Linked DNA regions of Anas platyrhynchos: region 2 is linked to region 1. Evidence: chromatin contacts called from public Hi-C data. All regions are on one chromosome and are shown on one strand. Each heading gives the region's core, a stretch centred on a gene start, on an enhancer-like site or on the middle of the called end of the contact. The rest is flanking DNA. Distances are from core to core; before and after follow the strand shown.

Region 1 (3,684 bases), core at 1,090-3,589:
CTTGGCCTGACACTTCTGGATGTCCCCGAGAGACCTGTCACGCACAAACGTGCTGGTGCTGCAGCACAGGCTTCCTTCAGGGGAAAACCACTTCCCTCCATTGTCTGTCGACTGAGTCTCCCAAGCTGGAAATGACCTGGGGGACACAGGTTTTAAAACATTAGAGGCTTTGGCGGGGATAGGACAGTAGTTTATCAGCAGTGGCTTGGAGATTGCAGACAGGGATCAGCACGTCCACGGTGTCTTCCAAAAGATGACTGAGGGACCATCAAATGAAGCTAATAGACACTGGGTTCACAACAGCCTGAAGGAGGTGGTTCTTCTTGTGGCAGGTGCTAGGTCTGCGGAGTCACTTGTCAAAAGGCACCGCGCACACAATTTACATGGGATAAGGGGGAGACAGGACAAGCCCTGGATGAGAAATCCATCTCAAGCTGCTACATAAACAAACTGCAGAGGCTTAGGAAAGTCCAAACGGTTCTGAGCTGAAAATGGTCAGAGAGTGGGAGGGACTTAAAGGAAAATATTACACATACTTGCCCTGTTCTCACGCTCCCCAAGGCATCTTTTTGTAGCCCGTTTTAGAGACGGAGTATTGGGCTAGAAAGCTCCTTGGTCTGAACCAGTACGTTCACACTGATTTTTCCCCTACAGACAATTAGACTGCTGCAAACTTTTCACCATGTAGATAGGATATAACAAAGAAAAAAAAAAAAAAGGTATTAAATCTTGAACCTTTTACTCTCTTGAGCAGAAGGTCCCTCCCACCCCTATTATTTCACAACAAGTAGTTATGGAGACTGAAACTAGCTGGAACTGAGACTGAAGAGGTGAAGGTGAGGAATCTCAGCTGCTCTCAGCAGTGTTGTAAGGCAAGAAATGGTTATGCTAGTATAGTCTAATAGTCATCATGAAATCAACAGGTGTTGATTTCTCCCATGTGTAGAAACTGTGATTTTCATACTATATGACAAGATCAGTAGGTTATCAAACAGCAAACACCATGTCATGACATATGAAGGTCTATCTGCTCTGGGAAACCGGGGGCTCCTGCCTTGTACAGCCTTCATCGTGACTGTGCAAACATATTTTCTTCTTATTTGATTATTGTGCAATCAAATAAGAAGAAAATATGTGTGCGTGGTCACAATGAAGGCTGTACAAGTCTTGTGTCATCGACAGAAGGACAGCAACAGAGGTACCAACTCACAAGGCTCCAGTAAAGACAGTAGCTTAGTATCACTGGGTGAGATGAGCAGGACTGGGTGCAGTCATGCTTTTTAACCTAATTTAATCTGCATTTAGTCCAGTGTCCATCCGGACTAGCACAAAATTGCCTAGAGATGGGAAATGATATGTTTATACACTTATAACAATAGTCTGTATATGAAAGAAATAGTCCTTCAACACAGGACACCTCAGACACCAAGGAAAAGGCAACATTTCAGCCCATGTCCTGCAGCTAGACCAAACACAGAAACACAATTCTCACTGGGGTCATTTAGCACTTAAATGTAACCAGTAGGCAGGTGAAAAAAAAGAAAAAAAAAAAAAAAAAGTAAAAAAAGTCCATTTCTGATTTAAAAGCAATGCTTGAACCTGGCACAGCAGAAACAATAGACTGTTTCCCAAGTGGACATCAGGTATGTTTATTTTGCTGAAATATATGGGTTTGTGACAATCAAAAGCAGATGTTCATTAACAGGCAGAACTGTAGGTAGGTTTCCAAGGCAAGAAGCATGAGGAGGGCAAAGGGGCAAAACATTCAGTCCCCTGCCTTGAGCCTGAATTTGCCAAGTCCCTTACATCAGTTTGCAACAAGAAGGTTTTTCAATTTTTAAACTTTTAAGTAACAGCTATGGAGATGCAATCCTCGTAGAACAAATAATTTGGACATTATTTTGATTTCTATTTCAGGATATTAACCCTTTTTTTGCCTTTGCCTTTACCTGGGATCCAGAACTAGATTCAAAATTTGATGTTGGAAGATGTGCAGAGCTGGGAGACATCTTTCACAAACCCACTGCAACCTTCAGTCTAGAGTTCCTTCAGATCCTGCACATGCTCAGATCCCATGCAGAGGGATTTCTGTGGATGTGTTAGTCCTTATATAGCTCTCATGCGTCTCCTAGCAGTTGGAAACTCCCTTGCTGAAGGTGAGTGATGTTGTACCAGACCAGGGCAACCTTATTTCAAGCAGGAACTGTCAGCAGGATCAGTGCAAGGTCAGCCGCTCTGGTTGTTCCTTTCAGGAAACTACTCCTCCTACAAGCGCGCTTATGCTAAACAAACCCCCTGAAATCCATGGGCTGCAGCATTCTTCCATTCGCTGGCGCCATGAAGGCTGGCAAAAAATGCCATAGCAGCAAATGTTAGCAGCCTGCCAGACCAAATCAAGCCCCATTCTCCCTTGTACAAGGACAACTCCAAGATAACTTTGTAGTTGGCTGAGTTTCTCTTTCCAAACAGTGCAGTGGAGTATCAGCACAAGAAAGTCTCAGGAGTGTTTCTGCCAGGGAAATTGAGTGATGGGACCTGTAACTGCATTCAACACACAAGCAAAATAATTATTTTTATCAGCTGACCTTGAGCACACTTATAAGATTATGTTTTTTTTTAATTTTCATCTACAAGTACATCTGAGCTGCAGCTCCAAACCAAACTGAGGTCTATGCATTGCAGAACAGCCACTTGAGTGCTTTAAAAAATGAAAACCAGGCAAAAGGAACAGGGTGGATTTTGACTTACGGAATTTCCCCAAATGTTGCTTTGCATTAACTTGCCTTTGTCAAATAGCCTGAGACATCTCTGTCTACCTTTCCATGTGGTTCATGCTCCCAGAACGTTTGTGCCCAGCCCAAGATTGTTTGTTGCCCACTAGACTATGTGTGCTACAAGTATTCTTGGTGAAAACACTCATAAACTAGCCTTGCAAACATCTCTAGAGGGAATGGGACCAAACTCCTTAGCTGCTGCATTTTAGGGAAAATGCTCACTGTAGAAGAACCCTAGTCCTACCTCCTGCCAAAATCTTCCAGCTATAAAACTATACAACACAAGGCACATCTGACATAAATTGTAGCAACATTGGGTATCTGAAGTGGCAATGACTAATTGGAGGTCTAAGGCCAAGTCCTGGTTCTTCTCTTTTTTTCTCTAATCAGAAGCCAGACATCAGTGGAGACTCCTGAGTCCCTGCTACTGTGGGAAGGAGGTGGCACAAAAGAGCTTGAGGACAGCACACAGAAGGCCTCCAGGGGCTCTGGTGGGCCAAGGAGCATCTCAGTGACCCCCTAGACACAGAGAAGCATTTTGGGAAGGTCAGGGAGCAATGGGCACGTAGGTTACGTGTCTACAGTGGTATGAGTGGTATGCAGGCCCATTGTCCAAGTCCATAAGGTATGTCCTGGCCCTGCCGTGCTTCCACTGGCCCCACACAGATGGGGCACTGCTGACCATGGGACAGGGATAACAAAGCTAAAACAGGTATTTGACACCACAAACCTTATTTCACTGTGTTATGAAAAGTCACACAGGGCAGTCTTTATTCCCCAGGCTCAGCATTCAGAGCAAACAGGCTGCTGTAATCTTTAGCAAATACATTTTTGCTTGCACAATAAATCTGTTCAGAAATCACACATTTCCATTCAAACCAGTCACTAAAGAGTCACGTGTTGGGGCCTA
Region 2 (3,744 bases), core at 468-2,967, 33 kb before region 1:
TACCAAAGCCAATGTTTAAATATCTGTGAAAGTTCAGAAAGGCAGAGAGGGCAAAGGTGTGGGAGGAGAAATACTGAAAAAAAAATGAAAAGAGAAAAATGAATTTACGAGAGTGCTAACAGCAAGCAGCACCCTGGCCTTGCTCTCTACAACTCTTTAAACCATTTTTGTAATTCTCATGCAACATCCTTTGAGTGTGTTGGGATTTGCACACACATTTTCAATGATGGGGATGAGAGACTGAGCCAGTTATACAATTCCCATCTTACTTTAAAATATAGTTGCAGTTGTAAACGCTTTGTAAAGAATGCTGCCATAACAGTATGTGTACAAGCTGTGTGTTAACTTGGTCCTGAGAGCTTCATTATTGTATTAGCTTCCACTTGAGATCTGAAATGTGTTTTCCATCTATGAAATTATGGAAATTTGGGCAGCCCTACATTTTAAGTTTTCAGACTCCAGGCAGGCGTACAACGTCTCAAAACAAAAAACCAACAAACAAAAAAAACCATGCATGAACATGGTCTCTGAAAGTGTAGGTCATCCACAGCTCTCCCTTTGAGCATGCAGAATCACCTGAGGCAAGAATGGAAGATCAGACAAACCCTGTCACCATCTTCAGGCAGCCACCTAACTGGTAATGCTCTTCTGGACAGAGATGATGGCAGAATTTTCTGCCATGATGGAGAAAATATGCAATTTGAATAGCATGGGGTAATCCTGTGGGCTTTCACAATGTGCTGTAAAACTGAGAAACAAGGCTAGACTGAGACCTTCTAAGAACCACCACCAACATAAAATCTCATATGGAGTGGGTATACATGCCAAGCATCCCTGGGAATTCGGCCTGCTTCAATAGCTGTGTATTGCTCTGAGTATTTTTGGTGCAAATCTTGAGTTCCTCTCCCTGAAGTCAGGCTACCCGTCCAACTCCTGTGCTTTTGGCCCCTTCTTTCAGTGGGGCAGAGCCCTGGGTTCTGTCTTGCACATGTAACCTGGACTTATCCTATGGGGATCCAATTATTTGTCATTCTGCACTTTGCTGAGCCATTTCTGTCATTGCAAAGAAAGCACAAAGTTGGTGGAAGAGCTACCATACCCTCACAGGGGTGTAAAGCATGTTCTGGTTTAAATGGATGCACATGGAAATAGAGAAATGAATGGGTCCGTGTTTGATCGCTGACATGCTTGGAGGTCTGGTAGCAGAGGTGTGACCCTAAATCGCATTACTTGCTGTGTGCCAAGCCCATTTATCAGCATGAATCTCTGAGTGTGAGAGAATTCTGAAATTTCTAAAATACGTTTTTGGATTTGCAGCAGCCAAACCAAAATCCATGTGTAACCTATTTTCTGACTCTGTGGCTTTTTATTCTGTCATTGAATACTGACTGCCCTGCTCTTACAGAAAAGAGCACAGAAACCCAATGTCATTTTTCCATACTTTCCAAACTTTTCTCCTTGTAAGCATGAGGGTCATTAAAAACTGCAAGCAAACTTTGCTTCATTGGTATGGTTTGCACTACACCCAGCACAGTGGGTCCCAAAGCAAACCTATGATAAGTACCCCAGAATAGGAGCTGGGGCTGAAAACATCTTCAGCCACAGCATTGCTGCTTAGATGGCACTATCGTGTCTGCGTCATCTTAGACAGGGCTGCCTCCATGTATTTAAAGAGTGGAATTCAAGCCTTTGCAAAAGGATGTCTTCAAAATAGGGCTTGTTGTGTCTTATCTGAGTCACAGACATTGCTTTGGCTTTCTGCATGGGGGTCAGTCCTACAAAGTCATCACTAGAACAGGCTGAAATGTTTTGTATTGTTTTTACAGAATAATGCCTGCGGAGAAGGGGAAGTAAAATATTTGTTTCTTCCAAAAAATCAAGGTATTTTTCAATGACACACACTGTTTCTGTTTTCTCTTTTCATATTTTTTTCAGTTTCTACATTTTGTGCATGTCTTTGCTTCCCATCTTTTGCAAAATTCCCATGGGTACATAGAAATTAAAGAGTTAAATGAAAGGCAGAATTCACTTTCTGTTGTGCTTCCAGCAGTCATTTTCCTTATCTGAGTCAACATTTTCTTTTCCAGGATACTAGTTAATTCTTCTAATATGGGAGTAATTTTCCTGAAAACAACAAAACAAAACAAAAAAACCCGCAAACTTTAACAACAGAAAATGTAACTGGATCAGCCCAGTGCAGCTATGTGCAGTGATAGCCAGACCGATGATGATGTAAAATCATCTTTTTCCTCTTCTGTTTGAAGACTGTGCATATTCAAGTCATACTTCATTGACAATCAATAAACAAGTTTTTACTGCTGTCAGCACTGCAGAGCCGATGCAGCGCTGAGAGGGAGCTGATAGCTGTACTGACTCAGCCTCTCTTCAGACAACACTCAATTCATTTCTGAGCACAGACTCTTTTTGACTGCTACACTGGGAGATCAAATAAGGAACCCCACTAACCTGCTTTCACAGATTTTTGTCATGTTTTCAGGTTCCTCGTCAGCCATTCCCACTTCTGATGTAAAAATAATCACAAGACGAGCTCAATAACTTCTCCTGCCTGACACAAGACCTTCCTGAAAGATGTCCAGTCTTGATCTGATGGCATCAAGCATTGGAGTATTCACCATTTCCCAGAGTAAAGCGTTCCAGTGACTAATCGCCTGTGCTGTTGGTAATTTGTTTCACTAACTTGGGATGATTTTAAAGCACATTTTTTCTGATTCCTCAGCCCAGCACAAAACCGAGCCAAATCATATGAAACAGCCCAGCTCCATCTGAAGGTGATTTCTGAAGATCCTGACTTGAAAGGATCTTCTCTTTCACACTGGAAATTTTGCATTTGCGGTAGAATTTATTATAAATCTTCAGCTGTTTTCCTAGCTGATTACACCTTCAGTTCAGGTCTAATTGCTTCTATTTTTTGCTCAGAGGCACAAAAATTGCATCAAGATAAGTATCCTAGGAATTGTTTAAAAGATCCTGGTGTGTATGGTCAGAGCTGCCCTACTTGCAGACAGAGATAATCTAGCTGTCATGGACTAATGAACTGTAACCTGGAATTCTGGTTGATCCTGTCACCCTTGGCCAAAATAGTCCAAGGAGGGACGTGACGCATGTTGAAATCTTGTTTTGAGAACTGGACATTCGGATATCTTCCAGGACTGCTCTCAAGGTTGTATTGTACTCGCATTAAAATTGTTTGGGAGAATTTAGAAAAACTTAACGATGGAGAACTGATGCCTGGGCTCTGCTGTGCACCAATTAGCAAAGGCAGAGGCAATTTATACCCCTTGCAGAGAATCTGCTTAGACCCAGGCTTCACTGCTACAGTGAATACTCTCTGGTTTTACTATTTACAGCCCTTTGACAGGGCGACTTTTTTGCTTAATGGTAGGCATATTCTTATGTTTCATTTCCTATTCCATTGTCTTTTGAATGGAATGTGGCAGATTTTAGTGCTTGTTTGGCTGAAAGAGTTGTTCTTTTCTTATTATTTATTTTTTAATAAGCATCTTCCATGTATTTTATTATTTCTTCCCCTGGGAAGCAACATTTGGAACCATCCAGGAAATAATATTTTAACAAGCATTAGGCTGCAGTCTCTGAGAGCACAGAGAGAAGCTGATGCAGGAGGGAGTGCATTTGGTAACAACACCTCCACTGTCCAGTTGTTCCTCCCCTGGAAGATGGATTCTCATGCTCCTCCAAATGCAAACCCAGGGAACTGTTAGTTCA

What was found. Hi-C and Micro-C count contacts between places; a contact is called where the count stands out from the background.
Region 2: a contact with region 1 is called in a Hi-C map of skeletal muscle, with 1.7 times the contacts expected there. The contact joins two enhancer-like sites. A contact is called at or near these places in 2 of 8 Hi-C or Micro-C datasets (F5 follicle and skeletal muscle).

Annotation. Positions count from the first base shown.
Region 1 is chr2:54,643,781-54,647,464 of IASCAAS_PekinDuck_T2T, reverse strand. No RefSeq gene overlaps it. Among named protein-coding and RNA genes, the nearest start is that of GATA6, 33 kb to the right of the region's middle. Within about 2 kb of position 2,339, at least 3 of the 8 cell types and tissues checked have an H3K27ac peak or open chromatin away from gene starts, as enhancers often do. A contact at or near this core is called in F5 follicle, where this site is marked.
Region 2 is chr2:54,676,109-54,679,852 of IASCAAS_PekinDuck_T2T, reverse strand. No RefSeq gene overlaps it. Among named protein-coding and RNA genes, the nearest start is that of GATA6, 65 kb to the right of the region's middle. Within about 2 kb of position 1,717, at least 5 of the 8 cell types and tissues checked have an H3K27ac peak or open chromatin away from gene starts, as enhancers often do. A contact at or near this core is called in F5 follicle, where this site is marked.